Linked DNA regions of Columba livia: region 1 is linked to region 2. A link is a contact called in public Hi-C data. All regions are on one chromosome and are shown on one strand. The core of a region is the stretch at or near the end of the contact, and the rest is flanking DNA. Distances in the headings are between cores, read along the strand shown.

Region 1 (6,758 bases), core at 2,384-4,883, 77 kb before region 2:
CAGAAACATTTCCTTTTTCTCCTCATTCCTAGATGAATTTGCATTGTTTCTGTGAAGAGTGAAACTGTCTCACTGTGCATTCTAGTATGGAAGGTGGAGTAGAAATGGCATTTGTCTTATTTTTATGGGCCAGATTTCTGTGCTCAGGAACTCAGGGGACTGAGGAAAAGCTGCTGATCTGAGGGCATTGAGGGGAAGAGTTTCTCCTTTGCCACCTTCAGGCACTTGCATGTATTAGATGCAGACTATTATGTTTTTTCTTCTGCAATGTAGAGTTCTCCTTTGCAAACATATTCAGCTCCTACATTCTTTCGAGTGGTTTTACCTAAAAAGGTGGGTGAGGCTTCAGTTTTGCGGAGCGGCAACTGACTTGCCGTTATTTTCAGCACGTGTTATTTGCCCTCTGTAACTGGTGGTGTGCAGTCATTAAACAGCTCAGAGCAGCGTGTGTGTGGATTCTTTAGCTTGGATGGTATGGGTATGGATTTTTATGTGCTGCTAGATGGAGCAAAAACCAGTTCAACTGTGATAAATTAGAGACTCATCTCCCAAAGCAGGCTTTAAAATGACTCGAACTAGCTGAAGAAAAAGGTTGTATAACATGGGGAGAAGAAATAATCTCAGATCCTGAGCATGACCGAGATCAAGCTTTTAAATTTAGGGTTTTTTGAATTTTCCCTTAGCCATTCCACCAGTTGTGTATAATAATTGAATGTGAATTGCCATAATTTTCAGCAACTCCAGATTCATCATGAATTTGAATTATGAATATCGCGTGTGGCCAAGGAAGCTCCTTATTTGAGCAGGTGCCTGGCGATGGCAGAATGTGGTGTGCAGATCAGAATGTAGCAGCATTAAAGCAGCGTTTAAGGTGAGGCACCTTGCCAAGTGGTGGGGACTCGGCTGCTCCGTCCGCACGTTCCGCAGACAGCGCCTGGAAAGGCTCAGTCCCCTCGGGATCCTCCCGTTTGCAAGGGTGACATTGATGTTACACAACACCGGTTTGTCAAACAGACCGTCTGAAAGTGCAGCGCTGGGTCCTTTGCCACCTCGGGTACTGAAACAGAGCAGGGAGTTCTCAGGTAATGTAAACCCAAAACATCTACACAAGCGTCTGTGAAAGAACTTGTGTTGTTGCCAGCGCTGCAAAGCGGTGGTAGAATGTTCTCATTTTCCACTAATGGAATAGTTCCTGAAGCGGAAGCCAGAGGGAGCTCCCCGGCAGGCTGTGGCAAAGCTTGCCCATTCAGTCAGTAGAAATATGGCCTGTTCTGTTACCTGAAGATGAAAACAAAGAGGAGAGCATCTCTGTTTACTTTTGCATGCTATTAGCACTGGAGATACAGAACCGTTTGATCCTATGGAATGACATAATGCATATATATGCCAGCATGTCCGAGAACCAATGTTGTTTACATGTTTTATACTTATCATCATAAATACGTTGTTTGCTTGTGTGGTCTGCCTCTGCCTTTCTCAAGTCGTAATGCAGAATATATTCCAGGGAAGGTGCGTGTGTTTAACAATATATGAATAGCCATATGCGGTATCATACATCCCACTGTCGGATGTCTGAGGGTTATGTAGGAAGGAGTATAAGAACAAGATGAGCACACAGCGATACTTCTCCTAGGCTCCGGTAGCTTTGTATGAGAAAATAATCCATAGGTGATGTCTAGTAGGTTTGCTAAGAAAGGAAAGGAAAGGAAAGGAAAGGAAAGGAAAGGAAAGGAAAGGAAAGGAAAGGAAAGGAAAGGAAAGGAAAGGAAAGGAAAGGAAAGGAAAGGAAAGGAAAGGAAAGGAAAGGAAAGGAAAGGAGAAAAGAAAGCATGAAAAATTTCAAATAAATAGGTGTTTCTGCTGTTAAAGCAACAGAAATTCTAGTTGTACTGTTCTACTTTTACTGAATTAATTATAAGAATTCATTTAAGGGTACCACACCTGTATTTACAGGGCATTTGGCTTGATGCACTTTTTTGCTCATGTGCAGGTATGTTTCATATTCTCTTTGAAGTTCCCAAAGGTGCCCAGCGGTTGCTCCGGCCGGGCCAGGAACTCCATGGGATTGATCCCCCTCCCGTCTTGCCGCTGAGGACACTGGTCCCTCCTTCCCCTCCGCAGCATTTACCTGAATGTGCAGGGGGGAACTCCGAGCTCGTAGGCGCCGGTTCCAGCCTGTGACCAGGGGATCCCTGAGGCCGATGTTCTCACAAAAAGGATAAAGGGGAGACAGAACTTGAGTCAATCCACAAGGAGAAACAACACCCAGTGAGTTGAGAGGTAGTTTTCCTGCTTATGTCTGGATCAAGTCCGGCCTTCTGTTCTCTGCTGCTTGCTGATCTTTCGTGACTCGGTGCTGCTGCCGTTGGGTTTCCACCCTGGAACACACAGATGTTCATTTACTGACCCTGAACAGAGGCTTTGGAGCCTTTCTTGGGGGTGGGAGGGACTCGGAGTGAGTTATCTCTGTTTTTCACACCAGAATGTGTACATGGTCAGAAGGAAACAGTATCTGTACAGCTAATATGTTTTAGTTTGCATAGTAAGTGTATAGCAAACATCTGGGTACTCATTAAAGAATGCTTCATTAAATAAAGGTGCTAATAAGGGTGGGAGGTCTCCAAGATCCTGCTCAGTACGGCTGCTTCATGCTCAGCTAACAGCTTGATCTGCAATTAATGTTTTACCTTAGTCATTGCTATAAAATATGGGTGTTGCTGTTTTCCCGTTAGAGCTGGGGCTAAGTTATTAGAAAATCTGAAAATAACTACCTGTATTTACTAAACCAGCTGAGCAGCTGAAATTTCAAATAACCAAAGCCCATTTCTTCCTACAGTTACGTTTATTTCCATATTCAAGGGAAAAATTGTACACAAAGTATTATTAATGAAAAATATGTCCCTTGCTAACTTCAAGTGTTTCAAAGCAAATGCTTTTGTTTCCACACCCATTAGAGTTCTTTGGGTTTGTTTTTTAGTTGTTATTTGTACTCTCTTTGACCTTTAGTGATTTTTGGTTGATGCATTTGTAGGAAAATGCAGATAATCAACACAATTTATGATCCATTTATGTAAGCATTCTTTTTTTCTGAGTAAATTATGCCACATCACGTTCCCCTCTGCGTTTTTTCTTTCCTAGCCAATCACTGGAGCATTGCACACCTGAAAATCAGGTAGAATTGCAATCTATCTTGCTCTTTCCCTCAATTAAATTCATCTTTATGGAGAATTCACTTAGTTGTAATTGATATTTTATAACAAGATTTTGCCAGGGGCTGGTGTAGCGCAGATAATTAATCTCAGTCAGGAAATGTTGCTCAAATAATTTTCTTTGGTAATCCCACAAGCAGCATTATGAACCAGGTGACACGTGACAGTGCGGGGAACGGGCAGGCAGCCCACAGCTCCGGCTCTGCCGTGCAGCAGATGTTTCTGACAAACAAGTTTGTTTGCAGCTCGGTCACGAGGTGTGTGATTCAAGCCATTTTGCTCGCCGTTGTTCTTTGTTAGCGGGCAAGCTCTCAGCTGCCTGCGGAAGCCTCCAGATTGCTCCTGGGGCTCTGGGGTTCAGCGTGAAATCGAGGTGCTCTCCACCGCCATTCAGCAATTCTGGAGCCTGCAGAGACATGTCTTCTGCTTTATTATTGAAGGCTCTTTTAAAAATGTATTTTCTTCTTGATTTTGGGAAGCTTAATGAAAATGTTTCTTTTTGCCACCACATGAACAGTAGTAGCTCTCCCTGCAAATTGCTTAGTTAACTTTAGTGCTTCAAGACAAGAAAATAGCCACTGCTTTATAAAATAAAACCGAAAATGACTAATAGGCATCGTCAACTCATTTAACATTTTGCATCAAAGACTTAATGATGATCAAAGAGCCAACAAGGGAAACAGAGCTGTAGGTGTGTAAGTGGAGCAGCAGGAACCCTATCGCTTCATTGCAGAGGAGGCAAAATGAATCCTGAGCTTTGCTTTCATGTTTCATTAGGTGCTTGTCACAGCCACAAAACCTAGGCCAGCTTGAGGAAGTCCCTCGTTGGCTTAGCCATGAGAATGGAGAAATCTGGGAGGCAATTTTCATTAGTCTTCATGTAAGATGCTTTATCTGTCCGAACCTGGAGTGGTACAAGACGCAGCAGTGGAGGCTGCAGTGTAGACGAAGTGCTGCCAGCTCTAGCCAGATGTGCAAGTGTCTGCCAGTTGTTTGTTTCAGTGAATTCTCTGGTACTGAAAAGTTAAATGCTATAATAGTCTTTGGGTAATAAGTGTGAAATTGAAGAATGGGGAAGATTCATTTAAAGCTTACCCGCTTTAGGTACTTTGACAATTTCTTTCCATGTTTTGTGTTTTGAGGGCTTTTCTAAAACCATTTCACAGCATCGTGTGTGTATATACAGATGCAGACAGATATACAGCAGTCTCCCAAGTATGGCTGTTCTCCAGATACAGCTCTACCCAGATGGCACTCAGAACCTTTGGCCCTCTCAGACGCATCTGGCACTGCACGGTCTGATTTCTTGGTTTGCATTGACGCTGTACTAGCTCCCGTGGGTACAGAAGTACCCCGAACTGCCCTGCTGGAAGCACTGTTTGGAACTTAGAATGGATATGGCAATCACTTTTGAACTCTGAAGTTATGTAAAGCATGTGGTCATCTTATTGTGATTTCAACTGGCTCCTTTTGTTATGGAAAGTCAGGGTAGTGAAAATTCTTATTACAGTAAATTTGATTTTTATTTATTCTATATAAATGTATGCATGCATATGTATATTCGCACACAAATATACAAAATATATATTTTAAAAATATGGAACTTATACACTCTGGTGTTCGCATACCCCCTAAAGTTTCTAACTGTTGGACAAGAGCCACTGCGGATGGGGCCAGTGCAGAGCCCTGCGCCGTGGTCCTGTGTCTGCCCGGCTGGAACCCGGCGCCCATGCGGGATCCCTTTGGCACTGTCTCAGATTCTCAGGTATGTTTACAATGCCTCTCAATTCACTCAGCACACGTGAGCAATGTAAACTGCCAGTTAACTGGAAAATCCTGCGTCCTTCCTATGGCCGAGGCTGCTCTGTAGCTTCCCGTCCCGCTTCCAACACGTGCGCCGCTAACCCCTCTCTTCATTGTTTTGCCACAGACATGCTGACGGAGCTCCAGTAGTGCTTGGTTTCCAGTTCTGTAGTGTAGTAGTTTGCTAGTTGCACGTTATTATATTTAACTTAAATTTGTAAGCCTTTTCTTCCAGAAAACAATGATGCTTTTTTAAAAATCTGAGCCCGTTTTCAGTTCAGTAGGTTCATAGCCTACAGAAGGAGCAGAATTACTAAAACATTTACTGGACATGTGTAGTGATAAAAAGGTCGTTTTCCATGTTTAGAAGAAGCATCATAACCTCTGACAGACTGATGCACTACAATTTAAATCATTGCATCTGCTTATGTGGATACCTCCATCCATTTTCTTTCAGAAATTATGAAATCAATAGAATAGATTCCGCTTTACTGAGTAATAGGGAAACAGCACATTGATCACAGGACTTTGAATCCATTTAACAGCTTGTGTCATTCAGTTACATTTCCTGGGAAACAAAAGGGGCACACATATTGATCTATAGTATCTATCTTGTCATCTGCTGCTGCTTCTTAAATGCTAGGTAATCAAAGAAAAATATCACTGACATGCAGAGAAATAATCATTGATTGGAAGTGCATGTGTTGAGGTAGGTTTAAAGTGAGATGAATTCTGAAATTGTAATCCCGATGTTTCTGGGCAGCTTTGACGAGCTTTGTCGTGGTACATGAGAAATGAGCTTCTGGCAGCACAGACTGTGGCTCGAGCTGCCTGCAGGTGTGTGCGGGGAAAGATGCTCCTTGGAGCCGTTTGTTTTCCTGTACATATGTAACGTTTGCAGCCTGAGGACTGTAGGGAGGTGCCTGCAGCATATGGTCACACACAGAAGTACTTCAGCTGCAGACTCTCAGAGCGCTTGTTCTGAACTGTGGATTTAAAATCTGCTGATGTGAGGATGAGAAACAAATTGTTTCTCTAGAAACTAAGATGAAGAGTGGAGCAAAGTCTGCCGGTGAACCAGTCCTGTGCTGCAGCCACGTACTGCTCCACACCAACAGGTCTTTTAGGCTTTGAACTGTCTGCAATCGTAATGTTAAGTATGTATAAAGGAGATATACCCAACAGGAATGGTCTCTGTGTTCACGGATGAAGTTGTAAGTCTCTGCTCTTAGGATATAATGTAATGGGGCCAGTTTGGTGTGTTAATTTTCACATTCAATGATTGTTTTTTTGCTTTGCTGTATGACGCTTGCACAGAGCTGCTGCTGGCTGCTTGAGGAGGGCAGTACTCTCACTATATAGCTCTCAAAAGGACACATGATATCCAAACACATTTTAAATTAACCATTCCATTTTAGGTTTACTCAACAGCCTTTGTTTTCTGTTATTTTTCAGTCAAGTATTCTGAAATGCCATGCAAGGACACTTGTAGAATTTAGATCTTTGTGGTACCTGGGTGGATACTGGTTTGGGGACTTGTGCAGAGAGTGTCCTGGTGTCTACTGAAGCTTCTGGGCTTTCTCCCTGTGGGAGGATTTTCTTACCCTGGGTGAGCAGTCACACACAGGACAGCAGTGTGCCTGACTTGGTTACTCCAAGTGCTTAATTCGCAGTAATCAAGAAACCTTACACATAATGTTGAAGCGGTTTCAGATTTGTGACTCTCAGGAACAGCGCTGTCCTTGC
Region 2 (7,836 bases), core at 493-2,992:
TTCCCCTACATGATGAGGTGTCTCCCACAGAGTTTATTTCACTGGGGAGGGGTGGAGGGTCAGGGCAAAGAGTAGAAGAGATTTCAGTTTTACTCAAGATGGCTCTTTTCTGGATAGGCTGACATGTGGCAATGCCTGTACCCCGAACCAGCTGGTCCTTACTGTGCTGGGCTGTGAAAACAGGAGTGCAACCTGGACAGAATATCACCAAGAAAACGAGGTAGTGTCACACTGGGGACTGGGCAGTTTTATTGTTTCTTTCAGAAAGCAGCTGAGATGAGAACTTGCCCAGTTTTTATTCTAGTCTATATATCCACACTGTGTAAATAAATTTGAAGTGAGGGCTTTTAAATGCATTTTTACAGCTTGTTTTAAAGGCAATGGAAGCAGGTTACCGATATAGAACTGCTATGGAAAGTGGGACGTAGTTATTACCGTAGGAAACTTGACCTGAAGATAAGGCCGACCTGGAGTAATGACAACTGATACAGGTGAAGAGCTGTTGAGAGCTGGAAGATATTTGTGTACAGACACATGGGGTAAACCAGAATATGTTAGCATAAGTGCATTTCTAAAAATAGCCCAACAGTCCCTGCGGTGTGTGACCTGAAATGGGAAGATACACAACACAAATTACTGCTGTCTCTCTGTTATCATGGAGAGCACATAACAGTTTACACTGTGCACAGCAGCATTTTGGGCACCTGCTTAAGTGAAAATTCCAAAGTAAATGTTTTTCCTTTGGAATTAATTAAAGAAGACCTTCCAGCTGTTGGTAAGGACACTGTTTCACACCCTGCTCTCGAGTCAATTGAAGCATAATTTAAAAATGCTGTCGCATCCCACCCTGCACTGCTGCCTCATTTGCCTCACCCTTGGGTTTGAGAGCAAGTACATTTCGTAGAACTAAAAGATGTATTGTGCCTGTCTGTAAAACTAGGTGTACACACACAAAATCAAGGAACTAAAATACTGTTTTTAAATGTAATTTAATCAATAAAGGGCTATTTACTCTTTAAAGATTTAAGCATAACGCCATGGGCAATGCAGGGCCAAGAGGGTTCCCCGTTGCTCCAGCAGTTTCTCGACCCCGGAGTAAACAACACGGCGTTTGGCGTGGGGATGAAATGACAAGAGGAAAACAGTCAGCTGCATTCTGGGGTGTGAATAATGCATCACCTTCTAAGTACAGTCTTAATATTCTGCAATGAATATGTTTGTTAAAGCACCACTCCCGCCTATTTCAGTTCTGTTGGTGAAATCCAATGGCTAAGCTGCCTTTTGGAGTTGCAAAAGGACTGCAAGGCCTCTCTGATGTTATGTTGTAATTACGACAGCACATGAGCGTTTAATGAGAATCAGGAGACATGAAGCTTTGAGTCTTTAACTGTCAGCCTGCAGCAAAGAAAAATGCTAAACCGGAGCATTTCTGCTGAGCTGCCATTGCTGACCATGATGTTCTCAGTGGCCTGATGCTGCCTGAGCGAGCAGCGGCAGTCTGGGAGAGCTCTCACAGAGCTGGGGGGAAGGGGGGGCTTTTTATTCTCCACAGTGAAAGGCAATTAACTGTAAATTCTACTTAAAGACTTTAATAGCACACTATGCAGTTCATCTTCCACTCACCTGCATGTTTATACCTGAGAATTAGGTTGTTATGTTGTTGTTTATTTACTGGTTTGGAAAATATCTGAAGAGAATTTGTTGATGGAGGGGAGATGACAGGATGATTATCTGTCAAATCAGCAGGTATTTACTGCTGATGATACAGGAGTCGGCCTAGGCAGAGAATGGCAGGTTGATTACACGGAAGAATTTTCTTTAGTCCCGTTTCCTCTTAAATGCTTTGTGTCACAGCCTGTAGTGGCTCTTGCTTTGGTGCTACGTTCTTCTTTCCACGCTGTTATTTCTTAAGTTGTATGTTAAGTGACAGATGCAAAGGAGATTTGGGGGAAAACAAACCATAAACCAAATAAAGCCCCACAAAGCATGCCTCCTGCTGGTTAGAATGAAGAAATAGGTAGTCCTTGCAAGGTGATTATGAATTAGTTACTTTAGTTATCCATGCCATGCTGGAATAGTTTTCTTAAGGAGTTACTTTTTTAGTGCTTATTGGCATACCTTTACATTCAAAACGTTGACTTTGAGTGACTGCTAACCTGATAATCTGCCTCATTTCATACCTCTTCATCACCAAAGGGACTTTTCTCCCAGTCCCTCATCACGTCAGGGATGCTGCTCTGCATTGGCCTGTGGCAGGATGGCGTGGAATTATGTTTTGTGCGATGTACGGACAAGGAAATTCTGTCCCTAAGTGACAGATTCTTTATTCCCATTAAGTTAATATCTTTGGTGGATCTTGGAAGTGAAAATGGATTACTTGGAACTAGTTTTCCTGGTTTATTCGATGTGGGACAGCGTGGTTTGAGCTGTGGTGAACACGAAGGCAAAACTCTTGTGGCTCATTCTGACTGTGGTCCTGTTTTATTGTGTACGGGTTTGGTAGTATACATGTGTAGTCTGGGGACTTGGTGCTGCATATGTCAATAAAGTTAACCATACAGAAAAACATGTATGCGTTTCTCAGATTGGAGTGTATAATTCCAGTGATGGTGTGCAGGAGGAAGAACGCTCCAGGTGAGGCTGTTGTTTGGAAATCTGATGCTCGTGAGTCTTCCCATTTTCCATTTGTCCTTTTCCCAAGTGTTTCAGTGATCTAGAAGTGGGAAATTAAACTATTGGGGTAATTGCTAAACTGAGGGAGTGTGGTCTGGACAACCGAGTAGTGAGGTGGACTGTGAAGGGAAGAAGCCAGAGAGCCGTGGTCAATGGGGCAGAGTCCAGTTGAGGCCTGTATCCAGTGCAGTGCCTCAGGGGGCAGTGCTGGGCCGGTATTATTCAATATATTCATCAATGATATGGATGAGGGAACAGAGTGACTGTCAGCAAGTTTGCTGATGACACCGAGCTGGGAGGAGTGGCTGACACTGGAAGCTGTGCTGCCATCAGAGACCTGGACAGGCTGGAGAGCTGGGCGGGGAAAAATTTAATGAAATATAACAAGAGCAAGTGCAGAGTCTTGAATCTGGGCAGGAACAACCCCAGGTTCCAGTGTAAGTTGGGGAATGACCTATTAGAGAGCAGCGTAGGGAAAGGGACCTGGGGGTCCTGGGGACAGCAGGGTGACCATGAGCCAGCACTGGGCCCTTGTGGCCAGGAAGGCCAATGGTACCTGGGGTGGGTTAGAAGGGGGACCCAGGCTGCCCAGGGGGGTTGTGGAGTCTCCTTCTGTGCAGACATTCCAACCCGCCTGGACACCTTCCTGTGTAACCTCATCTGGGTGTTCCTGCTCCATGGGGGGATTGCACTGGATGAGCTTTCCAGGGCCCTTCAACCCCTGACATTCTGGGATTCTGGGATTCTATTTCCAGGTCACCCCTCAGAGGAGGGTCGTGCTCTTGGCCTCCGTTGGCCTTGCAGGAACAGGAGAGCCCCAGTTCCTGGGCCAGGATGATCAAATGCAGGTGCCTACCAACACCAAATAGATAGTTTGGACCTAAAAGTCATATATTGAGCTGAGACTAGAAACAATAGCAAAAATAGCGTTTGAATCACCTCAGATCAAAAATGGTTTGTCCTGTTATTTTAACACTTTGTACCTAAGTAGTCTTTCGATATAGCTTATGACTCGCATGAATATGAAAATGTTATTCCCGTTCCCTCAGAATTAAACATCTGTAGCTGTAAATGATGTCTTTTGCACTTGTAAATTTTATCTTGTTTGTTTATAAATTCTTCTACAAAATGCACTTGCATTTAAGGTATTAATGTAGATATTATACTTTCTTACAGAGTACCTTAATATAACGAATGTAAAATCTGATTTAGAACATGCAGTAAAAAAAATATTAGGTTTTACTACACATAGAAGAAACAAAATAATGAAAATGTGATGCGTTTACTAACCTTAAAGTCACTATTTTCTTTCTGTGCTTTAGAAAATATGAACAAAATAACACAGTTCTTGTATATCTCATTGGTTGGGATACTCAGCCAGTTGTTGATAAGAGCCATTCCAGTTTCAGCCGAACTATGAAGTTTTATGCAAGTATTGGATATGGTTTGAATACATTTGCTATATTTTTGTCTCATTTTGCACTGTTTCTCCATTTCATATGCTTCTGCTTTGATAAGACGCTCACCTGTTTCATTATTCATCTCTAAATCAAGAGTAACTCTGAAATGAACCATATTGGAAAAACACCACTACTAATAATGTTCCTGCTGTTCCATGCCCTAAACAATGCCTGTCTTGTTTATCCATATGTGTATTTGTAGACCCAGAATACTCTTTGCAACTTAGGATAAGACAAAGTACCTAAAGATGGTTGCGATGCACATTTGTCCGTGCAAAGGAGGCACCTTCCCTGGCCCTTCTGACAGGGATTGTGCAGGGAGTCCTAGCAAGATGGGCCTGAGAGATTGGGGGAAAACCATTTTCCTAAGTAAATATTGGTAGCCTTCTACTTTTCTCCAACCACACAACTGAAGCAGAACGCACAGTGTGTCGCCTGCTGTGAAGTTCTCTCGGATGGGAAAATGACACCTTAATGAGAGAGCACGGGAGAAACGGTTCCGAGGCAGCCGAGTGTCAAGCGCTGACATGGGGGAAGCTCCGGCTCTCTGTGCACACTGACCTAGATGCTCTTTAGCAGTGTCAGGTGAAATAATACCCAGGCTACTTGGCTGGGTATTTTAATCTGAAATACCAGATGTACATGAGCAGAAAGAAGCGGGGATAGGCGTGTTTCTCAAAGCTGAATTTCTTTCTGCTTCCATCTGGCAAAGGTGAGTAAGTTGTATCTCCTAGAGTTTTCTTATAGGAGCTGTGTAGAAACACAGAGCTGCTTCAGCAGGGGCTTTGTTCCAGCTGTTTTCAACACCTGTCTCAGGCCTCTGAGGTTATTCTGTTTACTGTCAGCTACGTGGTATTATTATCCTACTTGAGGAGTTACGGTATTTTCTTGCTTGGTTCAATTTACAAGGCTGCTTGGATTGTTTATACACCAGTCTTCCCATACTGCAGAACAAAAGTATACATCCATATTGAGCTTTTTATCATAAATTGTAATTAACTGGAAAATTAATTGGAAACTCCAATTATTGGTACCATTGAAATAGACTCAGGAGACTAAGTGAAGAAGATGTTCCTGCTGGTTGAGCCCGTGCAATAGTAGTTCAAAACTGTCTGCAGCAGCAAGATCAGCTAACAGCCTCCTGGTGTTCGAACACGACAAAGAAAACATAAGCAGGTTTCTAGAACTGTTGTATTGGCAGCATGGGTGACTCAGTTCTAATGAGCCCACTGAGGTCCAAATAGAGCGAATGGTGCAGAGGAAGCTGTCAAAAGATGGCTACATGCTCAAACTATTGGTGTATAAATAAAACGTAACAAAAATCACATCTTAAATTCGAGCCAGGAAGACTTAATTTTCAGCACGATGCTCATTTTTGTCTGGCCTCTTGATTAGAGTATGTCTGACCACACTTTACAGAACTGAGCCAAGGTGAGATGGTTTTTTTTGTGCCTTTGCCTTTCACCCTGCAGGGAACCTTCTAATGGCTCTGGTAAATTGATTAAATTATCTTTTGAATGAGACAGGTTTCAAACGATCGGTGGATTTGCGGACGCTCCCCATAACAGGAGCCGACTCGCTTCAGGCATTTGTCCCCCAGCTGGGACTTTGCCAAACTCCAACTGTCAAAGCACCAGCTCTGGGTAGCAGCCACCCACAAGGCCTGTTAGCGTTTATATCCCAGTTCTGCGGCTTTGGCTTTCACGTGAAGTCAGGGCGTCTTTACCTCCTTCTCAAACACAGAGGGAATTGCCACCAATCCAGGAGATGCAATTCTGTGGACCACAGCAGTACCTGTGAGGCAGCATGTGCTGAAAGGCATCAGTGCAGGAATCACAGACTCACAGAATGCCAGGGGTTGGAAGGGCCCTGGAAAGCTCATCCAGTGCAATCCCCCATGGAGCAGGAACACCCAGATGAGGTTACACAGGAAGGTGTCCAGGCGGGTTGGAATGTCTGCACAGAAGGAGACTCCACAACCTCCCTGGGCAGCCTGGGCCAGGCTCTGCCACCCTCACCAGGAACAAGTTTCTTCTCAAATTTAAGTGGAACCTCCTGTGTTCCAGTTTGCACCCATTGCCCCTTGTCCTGTCACTGGTTGTCACCCAGAAGAGCCTCATGTACCTCTGAATGCTACTACAGCGTGTAAGGACTGAGCAGCACAGCACAGCTTCCAGTGTCAGCCACTCCTCCCAGTTTGGTCTCATCAGCAAACTTGCTGATAGTCACTCTATTCTCAGAAATAAAACTAGCTGTGAATTTTTTGGTAAGCTTGTTGCCTGCCTCTTTGTGTTGATATCATGTAACTGTAGATGCAGTCACATAACACTGATTGTGGAATTAATGTGTGTGAGGGCATGGGCACGCAGAGCCCTCTGAATAGCTGAGTGTTCTAAGGGAACATGTACTCTGGATAGAGAAAATCTGACAGGCACTTGGAATTAGCCTGAGTAAAGAATGAATCCCTCAGACTTTTATATGGTGATTGTGTAATAAAATCCATAACAGACTAATGTTATTTTTATTTGAAAATTTTACAGAAGTGTCTGGACTTCGTATTAACAGGTTTAAAATCATTAATCCTCCATTTTTAGAAATTAATTAACTGAAGAATGTATGTGCCATTGTAATTCCCTGCAGGAGCACCACAGCATTGTGTAAAGCCGTGCAGAGCACATGCGGAAATTGTCAGCAGACGCCTGCTCGAGAGTGTATCTGGGAACTACAAGGAGAACAGCGGTTTGTGACAGACCGTTTGACTTGTGCTGTGGTGGTGGAGGAAAAGGATGAGAGGGTGAACTTGGATGGTATATTGCACTGCACAGTGAAACAACCTTTGGAAATTTGGGAGAAACAATGAGTGACGTTTTTCTTGTTAGCATGTATGTTCTGTGGCCTGTGAGCGGGACTGAAAGGTGTAGTAGCATCACTACCGTATTTCTGAGCATCCAGACAGAAGCAGCAGTTGCACTAAATACCAGTTTTTGCATGAAATCATGTTGCAGCCAGTGCTTGTGAGACTAGAATTCAGCACCTTTTATTTTAAACATTTGGGTTTTTTTTGCTTTATGTGTATTTGTTGGCATTGTAGGGAGGGTAAATGTAGGTCTGTGAAACAGATCGGGTTTTGTCAGAGCTCTTAGGGTTTTGTTTTAGGCCAGTTGTAGCTGGTTGGAGCCAGGGTAGCATTGAATAGTCAGGTTGTAGAAAGCTTCACCTTCCTTCAACATTAACATTACTTTTTCCTTTCATCTATCCTAAACTGCAGCTTCTGCCAGCAATCATAATGCCACAAAGTACAGCAAATAACATAGGCAAATACTAGCACTATGTGTCACCGTTGGAATACTTTCTCCAGAGTTAACAAACAAATAAAACCCCAACCTCTCAGTTTGGTCTCCTTGGAATATTATGCAGGAGCTTTGAAAAACAGATGCCCAAGAACCATTTCTGTTTTGTCTCAGTGTTCATATAGATGTGGTTGAGGAGCCTGTGGCTTCACCCCATGGCTCGGCAGTACTGACCAGAGGTTTGTGCAGAAAGGCGCAGTTGGCATCTTCTGGCTTAGTCAGTCCTGGGAAAGGCCTGAGAGGAGCCATGGGGCCCTTACACAATGTCCATTTTAGGGAAAAAAATAAGAGTTTTAGATTGTCCGTCATACTCGGATGCTCTTTCCACATCCTTCAAAATGTGTTTTTTTGCC

What was found. A called contact is a pair of places that touch in the nucleus more often than the background predicts.
Region 1: a Hi-C map of crop shows a contact between it and region 2, with 2.6 times the contacts expected there. The contact joins two enhancer-like sites. A contact is called at or near these places in 2 of 2 Hi-C or Micro-C datasets (crop and liver).

The regions. Positions count from the first base shown.
Region 1 is chr10:1,923,051-1,929,808 of bColLiv1.pat.W.v2, reverse strand. The region is part of intron 3 of IQSEC1 (IQ motif and Sec7 domain ArfGEF 1); the gene reads left to right. LOC135580434 (a long non-coding RNA gene) reads left to right here. Exons shown (of 2, transcript XR_010474983.1): 2 at 1-6,758. Among named protein-coding and RNA genes, the nearest start is that of IQSEC1, 160 kb to the left of the region's middle. Within about 2 kb of position 3,633, at least 1 of the 3 cell types and tissues checked has an H3K27ac peak away from gene starts, as active enhancers do.
Region 2 is chr10:1,842,922-1,850,757 of bColLiv1.pat.W.v2, reverse strand. The region is part of intron 4 of IQSEC1 (IQ motif and Sec7 domain ArfGEF 1); the gene reads left to right. Among named protein-coding and RNA genes, the nearest start is that of ACAD9, 90 kb to the right of the region's middle. Within about 2 kb of position 1,742, at least 1 of the 3 cell types and tissues checked has an H3K27ac peak away from gene starts, as active enhancers do.